Regions from separate parts of the Zea mays genome. Here region 2 is linked to region 1. The links are chromatin contacts, called in public Hi-C maps. All regions are on one chromosome and are shown on one strand. The core of a region is the stretch at or near the end of the contact, and the rest is flanking DNA. Distances in the headings are between cores, read along the strand shown. Region 1 holds the start of LOC103639004 (proline-rich receptor-like protein kinase PERK2). Region 2 holds the start of LOC100284630 (copper-transporting ATPase PAA1).

Region 1 (5,097 bases), core at 1,436-3,935:
ACAACAACTAACATTATTATTGTACTATATACGTATATAGCATACAATCCATACTTAGCTTCATATATATATAAATATCACAGAAATTTCTGAACACGGAAAATTGCGAGGTACATACTATAGAAGCATAAATTTCAACTTATTACTCACAATTTATACGTATCATTTACCAACTATATATGTAACGAGCATATTTACTAGTATTAATTTTGTTTATTCCGCATACCGTTCGTTCGATCAATATATATGCATGTGCGTCGAACTGAAAAATAGGGACAACAGCCAATAGTCTAAAACTATAGATATTACGTTACTTTAATTTTTCAACAGCTACCAAGTAAATGAAGTATATATATCCATTTACTAGTTTAAAATATATAACATTGTGGATCTTGGATCAAAGCATGCACTCATTGACCTAGAAGCAGGCAGCAGACGAAAGAACAGCTCGCTAGCAAGTAGTAGCTAGCAAGCTAGCTTCTCTGCTGCACCCACAGTAAAAACTAGTAGCTCCGAGAGAGACGTGAGTTTTGCAAGCATCACCTACAAATATATGCTTCATCCGTTATTTTTTATTTTTTCGTGTTTTAGTTTAAAAATATTTCTTTTTTAGTTAAAAATAAAATATTGAACCATAATATTGGAGAGAACGGAGGTAAGTATATACTAATATAACTCCAAGACTGAATCAGCAGAGAGACACATAGCAAAGCAGCCATATCTTTCAGACAGTACGGCATATTTTGCTTCTAGAGCCGAAAGGAAGGAAAAGTTAGAAAGGAGTTGCATCGTTTCATCTCATCTTGACAAGGACACACTTGCTAATAGCGATGGAAGCCGAACAGATTAAGCAGCTACCTAGCTTTCTCCCTATTACAAGTTTCATCACGGCAATTACGCGTGTGTATATGTATACTAACAAAGTGCTCGTGCTCGTACATGGGTATGGTTTTTATTTATAAATATAGAGTATAAAACATGAAGAAATATGTGTCTTATATTGGTTAAGTGGATATGAATATAGGTTTAAAACCAACAATTATGGTTTAAAACCTCATTTATGCATAATTTTAGCTTTTTAATGCGGGGAAGTACCAATAAAATGTCAACATCTGGACGCCAAACAAAATGAGCTTGGAATTAATCAAAGAGAACTCAGATTTATGTATGTACATAATAAGGCATCGCCATATCCCAAAACCAAGAAATGGAAAACTCACAATTATGCAGCTTGCTAAATACTTATAATGCAAAACAGTATAGCAGCAGTGGCCGAAGTAGAATTTGTTGCTTGTGTTTCTCAATCTCTCTCTCTCCATTCTCCACACAAACTCTCTCATGAGCACAGACACGCACGCACACGCTAGCTGAATTACCAGACAGCACGAGAGAGATGGGTTACGTACTAGCTAGTGGCGGCCGTACTTGTCCCCGGTGGCGAAGGAGGAGAAGAAACCATGGCTGCCGCCGCCGCCGCTCCCCGTCTCACCTTCCGCTGCCGCCGCCGGCGGCGGTGGGTCGAAATCATCGAACGGGTTGAAGTTGAACCCTCCCATGGTGACGCCGTGGTGGTAATGATCAGGAACCCCTGATCCGCCTCCGGCCGACGGCGTCGCGCTGCTCTTGGTGAAGAGCGCGAGCGCGTCCACGAGGGAGCTCGTACTACTGGCGCTGGCGGTGGCTAGGGTGGTGTTAGTGGTGGTGGTGCAGGTGCTGGGACCGGGAGGCAGCAGCACGGGGTACTTGAGAGGCGACGGGCGCATGAGGAACGGCGGGGGCCCGCCGAGGAGCCGCGGGCGGACGGTGGGGGGCGGCGCGGGGGCGAAGGGCGGCGCCGGGAAGCCGGTGAACTCCTGCACCATGGCGCGGAAGTTGGAGGTGTCGGTGGTGAGCACCGTGGTGGGCGGGCGGCGGGAGGCCCTCGGGCGCTTCTTGGCCGGCTTCGCGGGCGCTGCTGGGGGGAGTGGCGGCACCGGTGGTGGAGGAGGGGAAGGGGACGACGTGGCCGCCGCGGGGGAAGATGTAGTGGGGAGGAGGCCGTGGAAGGAGGAGTCGAGGTATAGGCTGGGCAGCTGGGAGGAGGAGGAGGACGACGGCGGCGGGAAGAAGAGGCTGCTGCTGCTGCTGTGGTGGTGGTAGTGGGAGGAGGAGAACTCTTGGTCGGCGGCTCCGTCGGTGGTGGGGATGGAGGGAGAGGAGGGGAGGCTATCGCTGGTGGTGGACGCCATGGACGTACCCGGATGGCGCTGGATCGGTGGAGGTGGCGAGGGGGCCGGGCAGGAGATAGAGGAAGGTGTGGAATAGTGGAAGCTCCTGATGATAAAGAGAGGCAGGCACACACAGACACAGGTAGGGTTTGGTGTGCTGGAAGCTCCCTCTGTAGAGAGGGATATGGAGAGATCCTGATACAGTTACTACTTGGGACGATTGCCGGATTGGAGATATATGGGCTGATGATGAACAAGGCAACTAGTGAGGTGCAGTAGCTAATGGATCGTAGAATTTGGGATGGCTACAGTACCGGCTGATGAAAAGCAGTTTTCGATGACTTCCTCCTCAGTACAGGCAGAGCTCATTGGTTTTGTCTTAGCCTTTTGTATATAAGAAAAAAAAACTCGCTTTTGCTTAACTAGCTAGGTAATTTGGATCCATATATATAATAATAAACCCATATATATAAATATCTACATCAAACATTCAGATCCCCTCATGTTTTAGTAAATCACAATTAACCTTTTTGACGATCTCTAGCGCGGTATATATTGGCTGCTTCATCAGTTCATTATTATTAGAAGTAGTTCTCTCACTGTAGCTGCACAGCATCAGTGACGGCGACGACCCGCAGTATACGTACGACGAGCACCGAGCAGCGCCCAGCGGCCACTGTAAAGTTTATCTAACCAGGGCCGGGCCAGAGAAATTTGAGGCCCCGTGCCAAATCTAAAGCAGTGTAATTTATGTTTTTATTAAAAAACCAGTAATAATAATCTGCAAGTTACAGTAATATGTATTGCAATAGAATATCTAAAGAAACATTTCTATTTTATTTGAATAACATCGATCTTTTGGTGAGTTTTAAAGAAAATTTGTACAATATGCTTATATTCGATCTTCTCCAAAGCTTCACTCTCGAGTGCTATTGTGGCTAAATAATACATCTTTTTTTTATCATAGTAGAACACAAATATGAATTTAGTAGCTTTAATTTAGAGAACTTCATTCACGCGGACAGATATGTTAAGATTGTATGAAGATTTATTCTTTAGTGGAGCGCTCGGTAGTTTCGCTTCAGCGCAGCGGTATGGTAGGGAGAAAAATATGTGCTATATATTAACATGTGTAGAAGATCATAAAACTAGAATATATACATCTACTAAGTTTTGAGGCCCTCAATTTTTGGATTGGAGGCCCTGTGAGAGCGCACGGCTCACACGTGCCTTGGCCCGGCCCTGTATCCAACGGGTGGGTGACTTTTCTACACGGTTTATTTTATCGTCAACAAAAATGATTATATATATATATATATATATATATATATATATATATATATATATATATATATATATATATATTCCCTTTTTACGTAATTATGTGCAGTAAGTCAACACACCTATGTGGGACCGGGAAGGGTTGTTCGATTTGGATTAAAGTCAATTGTAAGGACTGCTTCAGTTACCATTTATATAGATAACGATACCGCAAAAACAGTAGAAGCAGGTACGAATTAAAGTCAAGCGATTAAGCGAACATGCTGCTTATTTTGAACTACGTGCTTTGTGTGTCTCGAATACTCGTATCAAATGCACACTACCTGCACGGCCGTACATCCCAAATTGATTGCATGCAATATATGTTGTACTACCAATATATTGATATCACCATTTATAAAAAAAGTAGGTGGTGATATTTCAGATGGAGCAAAAACATTAATACCGGCATAGCAATATATAATATTAGTTTCTGCAGGTAGGACGACATTTGGGCTCTGCTTGCGTGCCCGAAAATTTATTAGTCTACCAGCAATTCTTTTTTTATTATTATTATTTTGGCGGGTCAAGTTAAATAATATCAACGTGCTTTTCTATAGGAAGTCCATCCGAAAATTTAAGATATATTGGGTAACCTTATAAATCGAGGCAAGTACTAGTTGGACTTCTGAAAAAGGGAGGGAGAGAGGGCTAAAATTAAACATTGCTTACATATAAATCAAACTAAATAAAATAAACACACATGCTCCACCATAATTAGTGGATTTTCTAGTAAAACTGATCATAGCAGTGATACCATTATTGTATTCTAGGTATCGTGTTGATATATAAAAAGAAGTGCCAAAACGTACTAGCTACTCCCACAATTTGTTTTTTTAGTAGACGTGTACATAGGTGAGACGTGTAAACGATTCTTATATATTGGTGCACTGAGAAAAGCTAGAAAACGGCTTTTAATTTGGAAGGGATGGGTATATGGGAGTACGCGCCATGCATGCATATATCTGACTGTGTACAAGCGTACTTTGATGAGTTTACTGTTCTAGATCAGGTAGTAAGATCTTAACAGCTCACTGACGTTGTGCATCATCAGCTCGTCGATCTAGGTCGAGCAATCGAGCTACAAAGCTTGGAGCATCTCTAAGGGCATGTACAGTGGAGAGACACCAAAACGGTTCTCTAAGCACAGGAGACAACTAAAAGACTCTATTGTACAATAGAGTGTCTATAAACGTAGTCTATTAATAAATACAGAATTAAATATATTTGTATAGCATCAGATCAATAGAACAGACGACAAATTCGTACAGTAGGAAGTGAGGCGTTTGTTGCTACTTGGTTTACGAGCCAGAGGCGTCTCTTCACGTAGAGACGACTCTAAATTTTTTTTGCAAATAACCCCCTTAAACACCTTAAGAGCCTCCACATTAAACACCACTGTACATGCCCTAAGAGGCTAACAAATAAATGGCGTGTCAAGTCAAATTAATTTTGACTACTCAAAACATCAAAACAACTCTCCAACATACCAATATCTAACTCGTCAAGCTATTCGACTCTCCTGATTTAATTCCCTCGCTAGCCAAACTTGGCTAGCCACTCTGACTAG
Region 2 (5,097 bases), core at 1,948-4,447, 260 kb before region 1:
GGAGGCATTTATAGGCGAGGGCGCGACACAGGCGTGCGGGGCGGGGCGACCACGCGCGGGGCGCGCGCTGCCGCGGCCAGTCCGCACTTGGCCGGTCAGGCAAGCGATCGAACGCGTGGCTTTTTGCTTCTGCCCGAGTTCAAGCGCTCATAGGTTGAAGATCTTCGCGAATTTGGGCATGATCACTGCGCAAGGTTTACTCCCCCGACAGAGCTTTGTCATTTGTGTGTGGAAGTCGAGCGGTTTTGGGGCAGTGTACAGAGAGTTGTCGTGTCACAAAGGTGGCAGTGTCACAAGGTTGAGTCCCGAGGTAAAACCATGCCAAGGGTGTGTCAAACGGTGGAGAGAGGTTTCCAAACTTTGCCACGGCGTGTTCAAGGGAATTTGGCGCCACTTTGATATTTGGACTTGTTTGATTTGAGTTTTGAAAAACAGAGAACGCGATTGATCTTTGGAAAGGGGTTGAAATTCATATTTCTGAATTTCCCCCAAGTGCCTTAGTTTAGGGGTTGTTTTGGGGATTTAAAAAAGTTCAAATGGCAAAACTCCCTTACTATGCTTTGTTAGCTAATTAGTGAACTAAAACTTTGTAATTTGGTTTTTTTCCAAAATTTGTATTTTTCTCCCAAGATTTTCTCCCAATTACCCTTTATGCTTAAATGGTTCGCTTAGGATCAATTAGGGTTTGAGAGTTTTCCTTCCTTAGGATTCATGACAAGATTAAGGAGAGTTTGAGAAGACTCATTATAAATCTTTGTTCTCATTTTTTATGTTTATTCCTTTATTGAGATTGCATGTGATAATAGTTTGGGGTTAGCTTAAGGTAGAAACCCTAAGTGACATTGGGGTGTCACACACGTGGTTGTACACACTGTCTGGTGTGCCAGGGCGCAGAACTGCAACGGCAGGTCTGTACAGCCAGTCCGGTGCACCACATGGAGCTGGAATATTTCTCCAACAACTCTCTTTGCATGGGGCTTTATATATACCTCTTTGCACGACCATTTGAAGGTGTTGTAGCCCAAGCAAAATACCAACACATGAAACACACATCTCTAAGGCTTCAAACACCCAAGTGCTTAATAGAATCACTCGATGATGAGCGTATGTGCTTTGCGAAGTGGTTAGGTTAGTTAGACCGCTTATGCGTTTGCTCTAGCTTGTTCCTAATTAGTTGAGTGACTTTAGAAAAAACCCGCAAACCCCCTCGGCTCTTGAGTGAGATGTTCTAATTGTACCGAATGGGGCAAGAGTCTTGCGAGACCGCATCAACCACGTTTGTGGTGCGACCACCACCATTTACTGGAGGGAACAATGCCCGCGATGATTCAATTGGAAGCTCGATAGTGGAGAAGGTGGGGAGCATCCGATAGGAGCCAGAAGCGGGGCACTACTTGAGCGTGGAGAAGGCCTGCGACTCTTTACGGAGTTACTCGACCGTGGTGCTTGGCCCTTGCGTGGGCTACCCTTTGTGTAGGGGCACCAACGAGGATTAGTTGGGAACTTGCGCGGTTCCGGATACCTCTGTAAAAATACTAGCATCATCCACGAGAGTTTGCAATCTCTACCTTTGCTCTTTAGATTCCGCATTTACTTTAAGTACTTAAGTTTCAATCTCTCTTTCCTAGTTTAGAATATATATATATATATATATATATATATGATTGGAACTTAGGTTGCATAACTCTTTTGCGGTAGAGATAGCAACACTTAAACAAAACCTAGATTGCACGTTCTTGTTTAGTTATTTTGAAAGGGAAATAGGCTTAAACATTTACTATAATCGATTTTGGTGTTTGACGTCCATCATAAACCACGTGGACTAACTAGTTTGCCTAGTTGTCATTTATCTCAGGTGCATAAAGTACAACACAATCCAATAAAGAAAATAAGTTGGAGAACTCTACATAGTTTAGAGCAAATAGAAGCATTGGTGATGCCAGTGGCGCACCGGACACTGTCCGGTGCCCAGGCCAAGGCACCCACGAACTGGCCGCTCTCTGGTTTTTCCTAGAGTCACTCCGCTATAATTCACCGGACTGTCTGATGTGCACCGGACATGTCCAGCGAGCCAACAGAGCAACGGTCAACTGCGCCCAACGGTCGACTGCGGTGAACAGTGAACAGTGCAGAAGCAGAACGCACCGGACTGTCCGGTGCCGCAAGAAGACAAAGTACTTCAACGGTCAACTGCTCCAAACCCCAACGGTCGGCTGACGTGGCACACACCGGATAATGAACAGTGTGTTTCAGGTACATAGGTTAACTTTCGGACTGAGAAAGTGTGTTTCAGGTACAACACAAAGAATCAACGAAGCAGATTTAAAACCAGAAATGAGAAGGTATGGAACTTCGGCTATGCACAGGCGTTGCAAAGGCGTGTACCAGCTTCGTCGCCGAAGGCCTTGATGTACAAAGCACAAAAGAAGAGGCTCGATACTTGTTTCTCCATATAAATTTGAAATTTAACTTATACGTGGAGAAAAAGACAAATATCAATATTTATCTTTTTGTTTTTCTATGTAAAAGTTGAATTTTAAGTTCATATTTTTAGACTGATTGAGGACATCGTAACTTAAGTTAGAAAAATATGTGAAAATTATGATTATTATTTTATATTTAGTTTTGTATCATTAAAGCTATTACATTATATGATTTTTAACCTATCAAAATAATTATAAAAACCATAATATTTTTTTTCTATGGAAGACAAATTTTGTTAAGAGGTAGCTTGAATCAACTCAAATATGTGGAGAGGTAAATTAAACTAAAATATAGTTAAGGGGTTATATGTACATTGCCCATAAGTGAGGGAGTAATTTAGACTTTTTTATTTATATTATGAATGTCATTACTTGTATAAGAGGTATTTGGTTTATAGTGACTAATTTTTAGTTCCTCCATTTTATTGTATTTTAGTTTCTAAATTGTCAAATGTGGAAACTAAAATTCTATTATAGTTTACGTATTTAATAATTTAAAAACTAAAATGTAATACAATGAAGGACTAAAAATTAGTCCCTTTAAACGAAACGTCCCCTATGTCTAGACAAAATTTTAAAAATGTATTTTTTGTGCAATGGAGAAAAAATTCGTACGGTCTGATGGCAGGAACACGTGAAGCAGGAGCGCACGACTGCCACGGGCCCACGGCAACTCTGGTCTGCAAAAGGCCAGCGAGCAAATCGAATCCGTTGGACTTGGACATAACGCAACGCCCGCCGCGAAAAGCACTACCGGCCTGTGCTGCTGTGGTAGTTAGTTTCAAGCAGCAATGGAAGCCGTGGTGGCCACGACGACAACGAGGGTGTCCTTCCCTCTGCTGCCCACCGCGGGGAGGCCCCTGCTCCCGCCGGTCCTGGCGCGGCCCCGCCGCGGCTTCGCCTCCGTCTCCGCCACCTCCACATCCGGCGCAGGCGGCGGCGGGGGGCGCTCATCTGCAGGCGGCTGCGGCGGCGACGGTGGAGGGGACGACTCCGGTGCCGGCGCAGCCGCGGCCGCCGCGGCTGTGGCGGCTCTGGGTGAGTCCGAGCAGCAGGAGGACGGCGACTCTGACGCAATCGTGCTCCATGTCGGGGTAACGCTCGTTCCCGTGTCTGAACCTTGACGCTACGATTTTGTTCCGATTGATAGCCGCCGGTATGAGCTGCTGTGCTGCCTGCTGCGTGCGTGCGTGCGTGCAGGGAATGACGTGCGGCGGATGTGCGGACAAGGTGAAGCGAATTCTGGAGAGCCAGGTCCGTTAAGAGTTAGCACTAGCAGCAGTGCAAAGCTTGCAACTCTGCTTCCTCTCATATCGTCTCTCCATTTGGCCCTTGGCGTCGGTTCTGGAAACAGATTCAAAATCGGATACACTAGACTCACAAATCTTATGGTCTAGTCTGTTAAATTTGCAAACAAATTATCTGCTGCGAATGACACGACTGTAAAATCAGCACTTGCATACGCAGTTGCTTTCGGTTCTTATTAGCCAAGCCAATTTGTACCTGGCATGTTTTGCACTGTACAGTATGCTGCTTCTGTGTGTGACACCTCCAAGTGCCGCCATCACCTTGCATCAAGTTATACCACCATGTAACCGAAGTTTATTTGGATTATTTTTGGCAGCCTGAGGTTGCTGCAGCTACAGTTGATGTCGAAAAGGCCACCGCTATTGTGTGGACGACACCTGAAGCGAAGGCTACCAAAGACTGGCAAAAACAATTGGCCGAGAAACTTGCCAACCATCTCACCTCTTGCGGGTTCCAGTCTCATCTGCAAGGTGTGAAGGGTACATTTGTTTCATCATTCAATCCATTCATACAAACGCATAATTAAAGTTGCACCGATTGAGATGTTCTTGTCAACTGAAGCATGTCACCTTCCCAATTGATCTTTGTTTTCTTTGTTATTTTTTTCAGACGAAGGCGAGGCTGAACAAACTGATGCTTAACCTCAGCAGTGCATTACGTATGTATGACTATGAGTGGCCAGGAAGTTTTAGCATGGAGGGTCCTTGCATGAAGCAATGTCTCCCACTTCAGAAGTTGTTACATGCGGGTCTACGATGTACTTCTTTTATTTATTTGTCGCAGTTTAGTTCAAAAATGAACTCGCAGGAAGTTTTTATGCCGTTATATTGTTGTTAAGGACTTGTGGTTGAACTTCGAAACAGCTGAACTGTTGAGTATCGAAGGCGAACTAGCGATAAAATAAAATGATGAAGTATCGTACAAGCTTACTCCTACAGAAACGTTTGGAAAGATTTTGAGGGCCTGTTTGGTAAATGTTTCTTAAAACCATGATTTTACAATACTACACTTGCAATTGCAATTGTCATGACAATATTATAGTTTTAGTCAGCTACAAAACTAATAGCTATTATTTAGATACAACATTGTAGTTTATGGTATTTAGATAAAAGCTAGGCATACTATTCAAACTTTAAGTTGGAGCCGAGTCTTCAATACTCCAAAGATACTATGGTATCTAAAATACCATGATTTTAAAAATACAATTTACAGAAACACAATTAAACATCTTATTGTATAAAGTACTATAATATTCATATAAACCATTGTATTGTCTAAAAACTATAAAAATATTTTACTTCTAAGT

Evidence for each region. Hi-C and Micro-C count contacts between places; a contact is called where the count stands out from the background.
Region 2: a Hi-C map of leaf shows a contact between it and region 1, with 7 times the contacts expected there. The contact joins the promoter of LOC100284630 here to the promoter of LOC103639004 in region 1. A contact is called at or near these places in 4 of 25 Hi-C or Micro-C datasets (bundle sheath, ear, leaf and 1 more).

What each region holds. Positions count from the first base shown.
Region 1 is chr9:125,389,534-125,394,630 of Zm-B73-REFERENCE-NAM-5.0, reverse strand. It overlaps LOC103639004 (proline-rich receptor-like protein kinase PERK2), which reads right to left and starts at 2,685. Exons shown (of 1, transcript XM_008661783.3): 1 at 1,114-2,685. The coding sequence starts at 2,228. The coding sequence ends at 1,410.
Region 2 is chr9:125,647,504-125,652,600 of Zm-B73-REFERENCE-NAM-5.0, reverse strand. LOC100284630 (copper-transporting ATPase PAA1) reads left to right here and starts at 3,197. Exons shown (of 4, transcript NM_001157525.2): 1 at 3,197-3,577; 2 at 3,684-3,737; 3 at 4,108-4,261; 4 at 4,401-4,732. The coding sequence starts at 3,275. The coding sequence ends at 4,432.